2 separate regions of the Callithrix jacchus genome follow, and region 2 is linked to region 1. A link is a contact called in public Hi-C data. All regions are on one chromosome and are shown on one strand. Each heading gives the region's core, a stretch centred on a gene start, on an enhancer-like site or on the middle of the called end of the contact. The rest is flanking DNA. Distances are from core to core; before and after follow the strand shown.

What was found. Hi-C and Micro-C count contacts between places; a contact is called where the count stands out from the background.
Region 2: a contact with region 1 is called in a Hi-C map of skeletal muscle, with 4 times the contacts expected there. The contact joins the enhancer-like site here to the promoter of SIX1 in region 1. A contact is called at or near these places in 2 of 3 Hi-C or Micro-C datasets (both in skeletal muscle).

Annotation. Positions count from the first base shown.
Region 1 is chr8:95,380,953-95,386,895 of calJac240_pri, forward strand. SIX1 (SIX homeobox 1) reads right to left here and starts at 2,570. Exons shown (of 2, transcript XM_002753977.7): 1 at 1,722-2,570. The coding sequence starts at 2,281.
Region 2 is chr8:95,830,913-95,836,981 of calJac240_pri, forward strand. No RefSeq gene overlaps it. Among named protein-coding and RNA genes, the nearest start is that of TRMT5, 120 kb to the left of the region's middle. Within about 2 kb of position 3,704, at least 1 of the 16 cell types and tissues checked has an H3K27ac peak or open chromatin away from gene starts, as enhancers often do. A contact at or near this core is called in skeletal muscle, where this site is marked.

The sequences.
Region 1 (5,943 bases), core at 1,320-3,819:
CAATTTTGTTCCAGCAGTTACATTTAAATACATATCAACTAACACCATGTTTAAATGTAACTAAGTTTGAAAATCTTTCAATAAATGGATGTTGGTGATAAAGAAATGATAGAGGACAGAGTCTAATGCACAAATGTTTGGGGTGAATCAAGCCCATTGCCTTATTCCAGTATGAGACAATTAAACATCCAGTTTTCCTGCCCCAGCCCAGAGTTGGTGGTTTTGCAGACACAGGACAGGTCATGGGAAGTGGTGCCCAGAGCGGCCCAGTGACCGAGTAAACACAAGGAGCGCAGCCAGTCTTTCTGATTTCATCTGGAGTCGGCCCTAGGGCCTGGCTTACAGGACGGCCGTTTTATAACTAAAGGCTAACTGCAACTATATAATCTCTGTTTCTGTGTTACTTGCTAACTCTTCAGCCCCTCGTGGCCCCTTCTCAAACTGTTTACCAACATCCAAAGCAACCCATCCTTTCTGGGCAAGGGAAACTTCGCCGGCCGGCACAAGCTGCCAGCGGGCGAGGTCCCGGCACTCTGTCCCGGTTAAATTCAGGATTTCGCTGCTCTCGCGGCTTTCGCCTTCCGAGTGCTCGCCCTGTATTCCCGACTCCTAGCGCCTGTCTGTCTCCTCCTTTCTTTTCCCTTATCCTCAGTCTCTGTCTCCCGGCGAGCCCATTTCAGCTGAATTTATCCTGGCTCTGTGGTTTTCCACCCAGAGAGGAAAGGAAGCAAGACCTTCGGCCCCCAGGTTTGGAAGCAAACAAAGGAACCTAACCAGCCCCTGCGCTCAGGTTTTCCCCAAACTCTTCGGCTTCGCGGAGCGCTCTCCGCGCTACAGCCACCTCCCCACCGTTCTTCTGAATCTCTGTCGGAAACTCTACAGAAAACGGAAGGAGCCTGGCCAGGTGATGAAGGTGTTGCCCCGAGGTGGGGGAAGTTAAAGACCAATTTTTAAAATATTGCCTTCTGAGCTCCAGTGCGAGAGAAGGCTGCGACAGGAGACCCCTAAGGTCCTCGTCTGGGCAAGCGGCGCGGACAGCCAGACCGACCGGCTGCAGCGCCGGGCCACGAGCGAGCGAACACGGCGAGGATCGACCCTTTCTGAATTTGGGGCTCCGGGAAGTAAATGCAGCGCCAACTCTCCCCAAGACTCTCTTTTTGGTGTATTTTTAAAAGACTCCTTCCTTTGTCCAGCTAGTGAAAAATGAAGCAGGCGACCTGATTCAAAAGACTATCAAGAGAGAGCCGTGTAAAACCGGGCGGGAGTGAGGGCAAGGCCAATGTCTCAGGCCAGCTTCACCCCCCTGGGGAGGAAGAGGAGAGAGGTTCGAGAACATCAGCTCCCACCGAACCTCTTTCCTTGCGACACCACTCAACGCTTCCCTGCCCATTGATTTAGAAACTCACTCTCCACCCATCACTCCCCGCCGCGGCCAGCCAGGGAGGCATGAAAAACAAACCTAGAGCCAGTATTTCCCGACACTCACATCCCAGAGAAACCCACTCGCGGGTGCTCAAAGCAAATGAGGCCCCATCCTTAGCAAGGAACCTCAGAGTTCATGAACTTTCGCAGCAGCGCGGCGGAAGCCTGCGCGCCGCCCGGTGGACGGGCTCCGGCGAGCGGGGAGGACTTGGTGACGGGTGCCTGCGGGGGCGGGAGGGGGTGGAGGGGAAAGGAAGGTTTCCTAGGGTTGCCCGAGTCGCGGGAAGCACGCCGCGTACCTTTCCTTGGCCTCCGCTGCTCGGTCTCTTTGCCTCCGGTTCTTAAACCAGTTGCTGACCTGGGTGGTGGTGAGGCCAGTGGCCTCAGCCAACTCCCGCTTCTCACGCGGCGAGGGGTAGGGATTGTGCGCGTACCACTCCCGCAGCACGCCCCGCGACTTCTCCTTGAAGCAGTAGCTGGTCTCCTCGCCGTCCCAGATGGTGCGCGGCAGTGGGAATTTTCGGCGCACCCGATATTTGCCCACGGCGCCCAGGGGTCGGCCGCGCAGCTTCTCGGCCTCCACGTAATGCGCCTTCAGCCACAGTTGCTGCAGTTTGGGGTGGTTGTGAGGCGAGAACTGGTGGCTCTCCAGGATCTTGTAGAGCTCACGGAAGTTGCCGCGGTGGAAGGCGACCACCGCCTTGGCCTTGAGCACGCTCTCGTTCTTGTGCAGGTGGTCGCAGGCGGGCAGTGACCACAGGAACCTGCCCAGGCGCTCCAGGTTTCCGCCTTGCTGCAGAACCTCGCACACGCATGCCACTTGCTCCTGAGTAAAGCCAAACGACGGTAGCATCGACATGGCTGGGGCCTGCCGGGGCTCACCGCCCAGGCGCACGCGGCTGGGAACAGAGCCGAGAAGCGGGGGGCGGCGGCCGCAGGGGATGGGGGCGCGGCTGTTCCTAACCTCCTCCCTAGATTTTGCAACGGCGAAAATCCGAATCGGAACTTGGAGGTGGACGGCCAAGGAAGAGGAGGCAGAAGGGTAGGGCACGCGCTGAACAAGGAGCCGCCGGCGCACTCAGTAGCCTTTAGGGCCTTGCTGCCTCGGACCTCCCGCCCGGTGGCTGCTGCTAGTTGCCGGGGAACTTGGTTTCTGTTCTCCCGGCAGCTGCCTTAAAGCGCGCAGCGTTCCCGGCACGCTGATTGGCTGCGGGAGGCGCCTATCCGGGGCTGGCCAGCCAGCGCGCCGCCCGGCCGGCAGCGAGGCCGCACCGCCCAGCTCGGGGAGGGCGAGGCTGAGGAGCTAGGAGTTGTGGTGGTGTGTGTGGTGGTGTGTGTGGTGGGGGGGGGGGGGCGAGGGAGTGTTGCTAGGGCTGCGGGGGAAGGGAGTGGTGGGAGGAGAAGGAAGAGGAAAGGTGGGAAGCCAGTTGGGGTCTGAGCTGCGCTGCGAAGGTCGGGGGAGGTAGGGAGTGGGTGAGCGCGTCCGGACCCTGCAAGGCTGGACCCGTTCGTTGCCAGCATTACCTACCCAGAGTCGGGCACAACTCCGCACAAATCAATGACTTCAAACCTTCGTTTCTCCCCTCTCCCTCCGTACTCTTGTCCTCCTCCCTTGTAGACTTGCCCTTTCCCGGTGAGCTCATATTTAATTACTTTAATGTTGGAATGAATAAATAATGGATTGATGAATAGCTATGGAACGCGATAAATAATTCAAGAGCAGACCAGGGTCCCTGCTTGCAGTCTCTGGAAGAGTGGCTTCTTTTTGGGTTGGCTTCGGCTCGAGGAGCCGAACCCAATTTCCCCTTCCCTCCCCCATTGCCCCACACCACCCTCCAAAGGGCACAAGTACTCCCAGTTGGACAGCATTTCCCTCGTTCACAAAGGGCCTCCACGATTTGAGACCAGGAGAAGAGCTGTTTAGAGCACTCTTGCTGAGCACATAGAGTCTCCGAGCATTCATTTGTAATCTATTATCTTAGTGTTCTGCAATGGAAACCAGCAGGTTCCTGAAGCTTTTCTGGACTCAGTTTTCCCATCTGTGTGGTTGTGATTTCCATTGCCACCTTTGCTACTGAGGAATGCCGAGAAGCTTTACTTGCTATTAGCAAAAATGCTTTGGGAACCTCGTACGAAAGGCGCTGGATGTGGTGTAAATTAAATAAAACTGTGCCAGGCTCCAATAACCGTCCGGTTGTAACATAATCCTTGCCCTGCTCTGAGAGGGACACTGCCCTCAAAGCGAGGACGACAGCAGCTCCAAGAAGATTAAATAAAGAGGGTGTGTGTGTGTGTGTGTGTGTGTGTGTGTGTGTGTTGCAATGCTGGCCTATTTTGCTGCCAGGGAGTGAGAGATGTACTGCAATGTAAGTCTCATCATCTGCTGTTTTGTTTATGTGTGGAGAATGCTTAGTAAAACTGCACAAACAAATGAAGTTGTAATTATCTTAAGCCTCATTTGCACACCTAGTTCCAAAGCAATTATTAAAAAGATTTTAAAAACAATTAGCCTCTCTAAACAAAGATAATCTATTGTCAGTAGCAGAGACTAGCGGGAGATAAGAACAATGCATGGAGATAAGGGAAGCCAAATGGTGGAAGGAGAGTGACTTTATGACTATACTTATCTCTGATTAGATAAGTTCAAAACAGAATTCTAAGTACACTTCAAAAATGCTTTTGATTTCAATGCGCCCTCTTAGAGAGTGGTGAAGAACAAACTGTACGTAGGATCTTTAAACTAGCTTGTCTTCTTTGAATATGTTTTGATTCCTTCAGCCAAAGAGCTCAGCACTACAAAACCTTTTGCATATTCAGATGCAAGTGGGAGAAGGAGAAGCAGCGTCTGGGTTTCCCCTTTTATTATTAATATGGTTTTAAAGTGATGCACCCAGTCCAATGCACCCTGCAACCAACATATATTCTAAACTTATAAAGGGTTACCACCTAAGGGCTGCCACATGGGAGATTCCAAGTACGCAGGAAGCTGCTTCTCTACTGAATATAATGCTTTCTGCATCCTTGAAACTCTTGCGTATTCCATGCAATTAGATGTTGGAAGCAGATGGTGATATTTCATTGCCCTAGGCTTTTTTTTTTTTAAATGCATTTAATGAGTGCGCATTCTTTCAAAAGAGCCTCTGCCATATAGTTTGCCCAGTGACTTTCTAAACTGGAAGCCTGGCACTGCTAAGCCCAGAGCCATGTGTCTGGTAATTTTCCCTCACCGTCTTATTTTAGTGCTTATGATGTTTCACATGAGGTCTTAAGGAGCTGCAGTGTCCTCCCAGAAGGAATGTCTCTGCTTGGAACAGTCCTTATTGACATGGCAGCTGTGTGAGGACCGGAACGGAGGCTTAAATCCGTCTCTAAAAATCAGTTAATACAGTTAATACCCTAAAGTCTGGAGCAAGTGCACACAATTACAATGGGGAGAGGGTGTTTAAGCACAATCATGTCTCTTAAAAGACAAACAGTATGTTGAGTATGAGGTGTGCTTTGCAATTAACAATTTTGTATAAGGAAATGAGGCATAGCCTGGACTAATAAGGGCAGGTATAAATTTGCAGAGGATGACAGAGAGCAGAGAGATGGCAATTAGACACGAATAGGACCACCTCCCCCGCCCCCCCTTCCTCCAGACCTCCCTACCCACTTCTTTTTCTGTCTTCAAAAGGAACCAGGACGTACTAGACATCGGCATCACCTGGGAAGACCACGTGTAGAAGCTGTGATCGCGGGAACCGGGTAGAAGAGAAGAGGTGATCTTCCTCAGAGGCCGTGACTGCGCCCGCCGAAATTTTTTCCTCCCGCTTAATCCAATAGATCGCGTAACTGGAAAGGGAAAGTGCTATGCACTTTATACCAAGGAGCCTACCTGCTATTCCTTGGTTAGGGGAACCAATTGTTATAAATGTTAATTATTGGCTCGGATATATAAGGTTTCCCAAAATGGAACCTCCCACTGAAAACCACTAAAAGAGGTAAAATGACATGAATTCACAAATCACCTAAACCAAATGATCCATTTTAAATCGCACACAGAAAGGTTTGAGTTGTTCTGGTAACATAAAACCTTTGCTGTCAATGCAAATCGCACGAAAAGCAGAGATGCGTTGGAAATTTAAAGGAAACAAGCAACTCTAGCCAGCTGGCTGCTACCCTCGCGCCCCTCGTGAGGGAACACCGCTGGCAAGGAGCGCCCGATGCTAAGTTTTGGCTCTTCAGTGCCTCCTCTGAGCAGGTAATGGTCGAGTGCGCATAATTAGTCGATGAAAAAGCATTTAGTGGGATAGCATTAGCAGTTGCTAGGGCTTCTAGGCTAGGTTGACATAGGCCTTGATGCAAACACCCCTAGCTGGGACCTTGTAGTTTCCCTTCTGGCTTGGAGCAAGATACTTTGGGGCTCCCTGGCCGCTTTCTTGGAATTCTTTCACCATCCAAAACGACGGTGAGGATCCTATTCTACCTACAAATATTTGGAAGAGGAGGGCATAGAGAAATGTTTCTTCAATAAATTAT
Region 2 (6,069 bases), core at 2,454-4,953, 450 kb after region 1:
AGTTGGCAGAGGGCATCTGTCATTCACTGGCTGATTGAACACACTCCTTTATGGCAGCTCATGGCATCCCCTTCCTATTCCTCCAGCCCCTTTGCAGCCATCTCTGTTGCCCTCCCTCTCACTTCTCCAGGGCTATTCAAGACCTGAGGTCAATGTCCCAGCCTGGGGCACCCACCCTTTCAGAAGTATGAGCCCAGGCTCTAGAATCAGCTGGATTTCAGGCCTGCCTGCCTCTGCCACTTATTACCTCTGTACCCCTAGACATGTTTCTTAACCTCTCTGAACCTCAGTGTCCTCATCTGTAAAAGTGAAGACAGAGGCTGGGCACAGTGGCTCATGCTGTAATTCCACCACTTTGGGAGGCCGAGGCAGGTGAATCGCCTGAGGTCAGGAGTTCAAGACTAGCCTAGCTAACATGGTAAAATCCTGTCTCTACTAAAAATACAAAAATTAGCCAGGTGTTGTGGCAGATGCCTGTAATCCCAGTTACCTGGGAGGCTGAGGCAGGAGAATTGCTTGAACCTGGGAGGTGGAGGTTTCAGTGAGCTGAGACTGTACCATTGCACTCCAGCCTGGGTGACAAGAGTGAAACTCCGTCTCAAAAAAGAAAAAATGAAGACAATTAGTGGTTCTTTGAATTTTAAGTTGTATATGAAAGAATCTTGTGTTCTTAAAGCGCCTTGAAATTTTAGAGGAGTCTGAAAGAAGGAGCCCCTCACCACTGGGCTTTGTTTATTTTACAGTCAGCAGGCCTTAGGGACCCCTCACTGAAACTTTTTTCTTAGAGGCCTAGGATTTCATTGAAACCAAGAGGAACCTGCATCCAAACTGGATTCTAGAAGAAAAAGAGAAGTTAGGAAGCTGAAGAGTGCCAGGCCCTTGGGGACTGAAGCAGCTGAGCAGTTCCATTTGCTGGATCCTCTGTGTCCCTGGACCGTGGGGATTGGTTTTCCTTCCTCCGTGAGTAAGCTGGCTGCTCCGGCCCTGACCGTGCTCTTCGTCGTGTGTGCAGGAGGTCTCCTTGCTGTGAGGCTGCCTCCTGAGCCTGCGCCTGCTGCCTCCCTGTGTCTTGGCTTTCTTCCTCTACTCAGGCCTTTTTGTGAACATGGCTTGTTCTTCCCCTAAACTCCACTCCTCTGTTGGCCAGCGCTTTTGTTCCAACTCAGTGCTCAAAATCCGACCTGGAAAACCCCGGGGAGATGATCTTAGGCAACTGAGGAAGAATCTTAGTTGACAGACTAACTTCAGGTCTCTCCCCTGCCTACTTCTCGGTATCTCAAGATCCTTGATTAGAAAAAGCAAATCAGGGTCTGGAAAGAGATTATTGCCTCAGAAGACTTGAAGAGAAAACTCATGATTAGAATAGGTATCTGTGGGGCTGGGCACAGTGGCTTATGCCTGTAATTACAGCGGTCTGGGAGGCCAAGGCAGGCAGATCACCTGAGGTCAGGAGTTCGAGACAAGCCTGGTCAGCATGGTAAAACCCCATCTCTACTAAAAATACAAAAATTAGCCAGGTGTGGTGGCAGGCACCTGTAATCCCAGCTATTTGGGAGGCTGCTGAGTGATGGTCCAAGGCCAGTGGAAGGGCTCAGCAGGGATTACGAAATCCCAAATGCCAAGATCTTAGGTGCAAACCACGCCCAATGCTGTAAACATTACTAAGCACTACAAAAGGTTATTTACTTGCATCCTACTAGGAAACACTAAGCATTACTAAACTTCTTTTAAAGTATTGTTTTACATTATCAAATATAATACAATGTAAAAAGATTTAGACGTTAAAAAACTATAATTAAAAAACTGCAAAATGAATAAGAAATAATATAGCATAAAGTTATATATATATATATACTATTTATAGTATTTTTATAAATAAGAGGTTGTCTGTTCCTCTAATATTCTTTATTTATCACTCAGTTTTGTTTTTCTTTTGGAAAGAGGGGACAGAGGGAGATGGCTGTGGGGACCTCTGCCAAGCCTGAGTTGGGCCACAGTCAAAAAAACTTTGAGGGCATCATTCAGAAAAATGAGCTTGCAAATAGTTTTTCTCAATTTCCTCTCTTTTAATTGAAAGATGGTTTGAAGATGAATGGCTGAATAGAAAACATTTTCAGATCCCCACATAGGCAATGGCCGAAAAGCTCCAAGTGTGATATTACGAATAGGTATTGTCAATGAAGACAGAAATATTTGCATTGTCTACCCAAAAGCACAATGAGCACATGGGTCAATTATATTTTCTTCTCTATGTATTAGGTACAGAACTTCCCTTTAACAAAAGAAGGGAGGAAAGAAAACTGACCCTGCATCGTAGGCCTCTGCTCTATCATAAGGAGCGGAAAGATACTCAAAGACGAAAACCAGGGTGACAGGGCATTTGACTTGCATGCCTTTAGGAGATACGCATAAACAGAGAAGCTCAAAGGAAGGCAGAGAAACCAGGATGCCATGGCTGATTATGTCCTTCCAACAACTGTAACTGTGCCTCAGTTTGTAGGGAAATTGGTTCCTCTTCATGGACCCTGTTCTGGGACCTGCAGAATGCTCCAGGCTGCAACCTAGACAGGAAGGTGTCCAATATGTGTTTGAGTTCCATCTTGGGGATCTCATGTGATCTCTGGTACACACCAGTGAGTGGGCAGGGCCCCTGGCTCCCAGCACTAGCCTCAGTTACATGAAGAGTCTGAGTCCATGGTGGGATCTGTGCCCACCAATTTCTCACCAACCCAGAGGCAGAAAGAGACTCCACAAGTGTCTTGTATGGAATGGCAGTGTCTTGTATCTACATTAATTAGTTGTTTGAAAATTAGAAAATCTGGCTGGGTACAGTGGCTTACAGCTGTAATCCCAGTGCTTTGGGAGGCCGAGGTGGGAGGATCTCTTTAGACCAGGAGTTAGAGACCAGACTCAGCAACATGGTGAAACTGTCTCAACATGGCTAAATAAAAAAATTAGCCAGGTGTGGTGGTGCACACCTGTGGTCCCAGCTACTCAGGAGGCTGAGGTGGGAGGATAGCTTAAGCTCAAGAGTCCAAGGTTACAGTGAGCTATGATTGTGTCACTACACTCCAGCCTGGGCGACAGAGTGAGACTTTGACTCCTAAAAAAATTATAAAATCTATGTTTGTTATACAAGAATTAGAAATTCTAAGATGTATAAAAAGGAAAATATCACCATAATCCCACTACCAGGGAGTGCCAGGGAGTACTGGCACTGTTCCTCCAGCCCTGTGACTGTATATGCCTATGTGCCATTTTATACCCATGCTGGCTATCAACCAGAATGCCCCAGCCTCTCACACTGCTGGAGAGGCTCTACACTGTCCCATGCCCTCCAGAAGAAGTCTAAAGTCCTCCCCAAGGCTTCTGGAAATTCCATGGAGTCTTCAGCCCTTAGGATCACCCCTGCCCCGTGGATTTCTATAGCTACTTTCCTTGTGTTGTTCTGTATTTCATGAACTTAGATAGATGGTACGTCTTTCCCTGGATTTCTACCCTGAATCTCCACTCACACAGATCATTTATTGATGAGGTAGACCTCACTGAAAATTTTAGGAGGGAGTGGGGTTGGAGTTGGAGTTAGTCTGAAGCCACAGTAGCAGCCAAAACATCAGGCATCTTTGTGCCCTCCAGGCAGCCACCAGGCGGAGTATTTGTGACTTCTTCACTCTGGGAGGCCTCAGACTCACACCTCCAGGCTCCTGGCTTCCCTCTTGGTTCCATGCCCCTCCCCCAACCATCCCCACCACCACTGGCCCCCAAAGCATCTCTTACATTGCTCTGCATGCCAGTCAACACTCCTCCCCTATGGTGTTCCTTCTAATGCAAGTAAGTGGCTTATAAAGGACTTTGTTTAAATAAGGACTGTTCTTGTAGCAACTGTTACAATAACAAAAATCCTGAGATCATACTCTATATACATTCTTTATCCTGGCTTTTTAAATTGAGCATTACGTTTTTAGCACGTTCCCATATCATTAAATATTTAACAGCACTGGATTTCATCAAATAGATGCACCATTAATCATTTCACGATTCCACTATTTTTGGATATTCTTTGCTTGGGGAAATTTATAAAACAGAAATTATTAGCCTGAGGAGTATGAATATTTCTAAGGTCCCATACTAATTGCCAAATTGTCCTCCAGAAAGGTTACGTCAATTTGCACACTTCTCAGCTGTAAATGAGAGTGTCAAGTGACTTTATTCTTTAAACAGTTTGCTAATTTGACATTAGCTGTGGAAGAGACTATTTTAGGGCAGTAAAGTATCTGGTCAGAGTCACAGCCACAGACAGCCTGGGGCTGGGAGGGAGCTTTTGGCTTTGGGGGACTCCAGGGCCCTGGGGCAGTCGATAAACCTCCCAGGACCTCTGGTGCTGATCCATATCCTGGCTCCCACTGGCTCCTGTGCTCAAAACAAATTCTTCTCCCAAGCCTGGTGACTTTTCCTGGGGTAGCTCTCATTCCACCTCTATCACCAGGAAGGGCCTGGGGCAACAACCCATAGCTTGTCCTCAGCAGGTCTGGGTGGCTGTGGGCAAACTGGCCTTCTCCCCTGCTCAGTAGGGAACTGAGTTTCTGGACCCACCCAGACTCAATTCTCTCTCTCTCATTGTGTCAGAGATGTTTGAACTAGAACAATTCCATCTTAAATAGGAGCTGGATAAAATAAGGTGGGACCTCTTGGGCTGCATTTCCAGACAGTTAAGGCATTCTAAGTCACAAGATGAGACAGAAGATTGACACAAGCTACAGCTCATAAAGACCCTGCTGATAAAACAGGTTGCAGTAAAGAAGCCAGCTACATCCCACCAAAACCAAGACGGCCGTGAGAGTGACCTCTGGTTGAGCTCACTGCTACACTCCCACCAGTGCCATGACAGTTTACAAATGCCATGGCAACAACAGGAAGTTACCCTATATGGTCTAAAAAGGGAGGCATGAACAATCCACCCCTTATTAGCACATCATCAAGAAATAACCATAAAAATGGGCAACCAGCAGTCCTCCAGGCTTCTCTGTCTATGGAGTAGCCATTCTTTTGCTTTTTTACTTTCTTAGTAAACTTGCTTTCACTTTACAGATTTGCCCTGAATTCTTTCTTGCATGAGATCCAAGAACCCTCTCTTGGGGGTTCTGGCTGGGGACCCCTTTCTTGTAACAACTTGAGTTTGGAAGAGAAGAGGAGCCTCCATTTCCCCACCACTCCATCCCTCCAGCAGAGAATTTAGGGTCTCCTTTCCCCCTTCCTAAAGGCTACAGGAGCTCACACTAGCAGAGCCTCAGAGCACTACCCCTTCTCCTTTTCTGAAATGAGAGATGTCCAGGGAATCAGAGACATCTTTACCCCTTCTCTCTGTTAGGACGTTGGTGAGTTCTACTTTTCCTACGTTGTGAGCAAAGCACACATGTGCACAGCTAGCAAGCCAGATGATTTCTAAACAAACTAAAAATACTGCCTTATCTCAGAGGCCTGTGCTGAAGGAACTTGTTTGGGGTATCGGATGGACCTTTACAAATAGAAAATCCTTCCGTGTTACCTGCTCTTACACCCCATGGCTTCCTCCCCGGAACAGAGCAAAGGACCTAAGGACCTGGGGTGACTGGAGCAAGGGGCCATCAGGGTTTCATGATACTGCATCTGATTTGTCCTCTTCTCTGGATTCTGGACAACTCCAGGGCAGATCCTGGAGCCTGAGCCCCAGTCCAGGGCCTGGCACATAGAAGGCGCCCCACAAGTGTTGGTGGTTGATGAGAACACAGCAAAATGGGAATTCCTTGGCTGGCACTGTGCGGGGGATTGAAGCCAGCTGCCTAAGGGTTATGATATCCCATTTCCCTGTCTGGGTAGGAGAAACCCAGGTACATGTACACAGATGTCCACTCTGTTTCCCTCTGCCTCCCACTCTGAGTCCTTCCACAGTGTCCCTGGACTCGTCCCCTCCTTGGGACATCTGCTGGGGCACTTTGACTGCTGTAGAATGGAAGAAGATCAAGTGCTCTCCTGTTCCAGGTCAGGCACTTTGGATTTAACCTTGAGGCAGAGGCTCAGCTGCCCTGACAA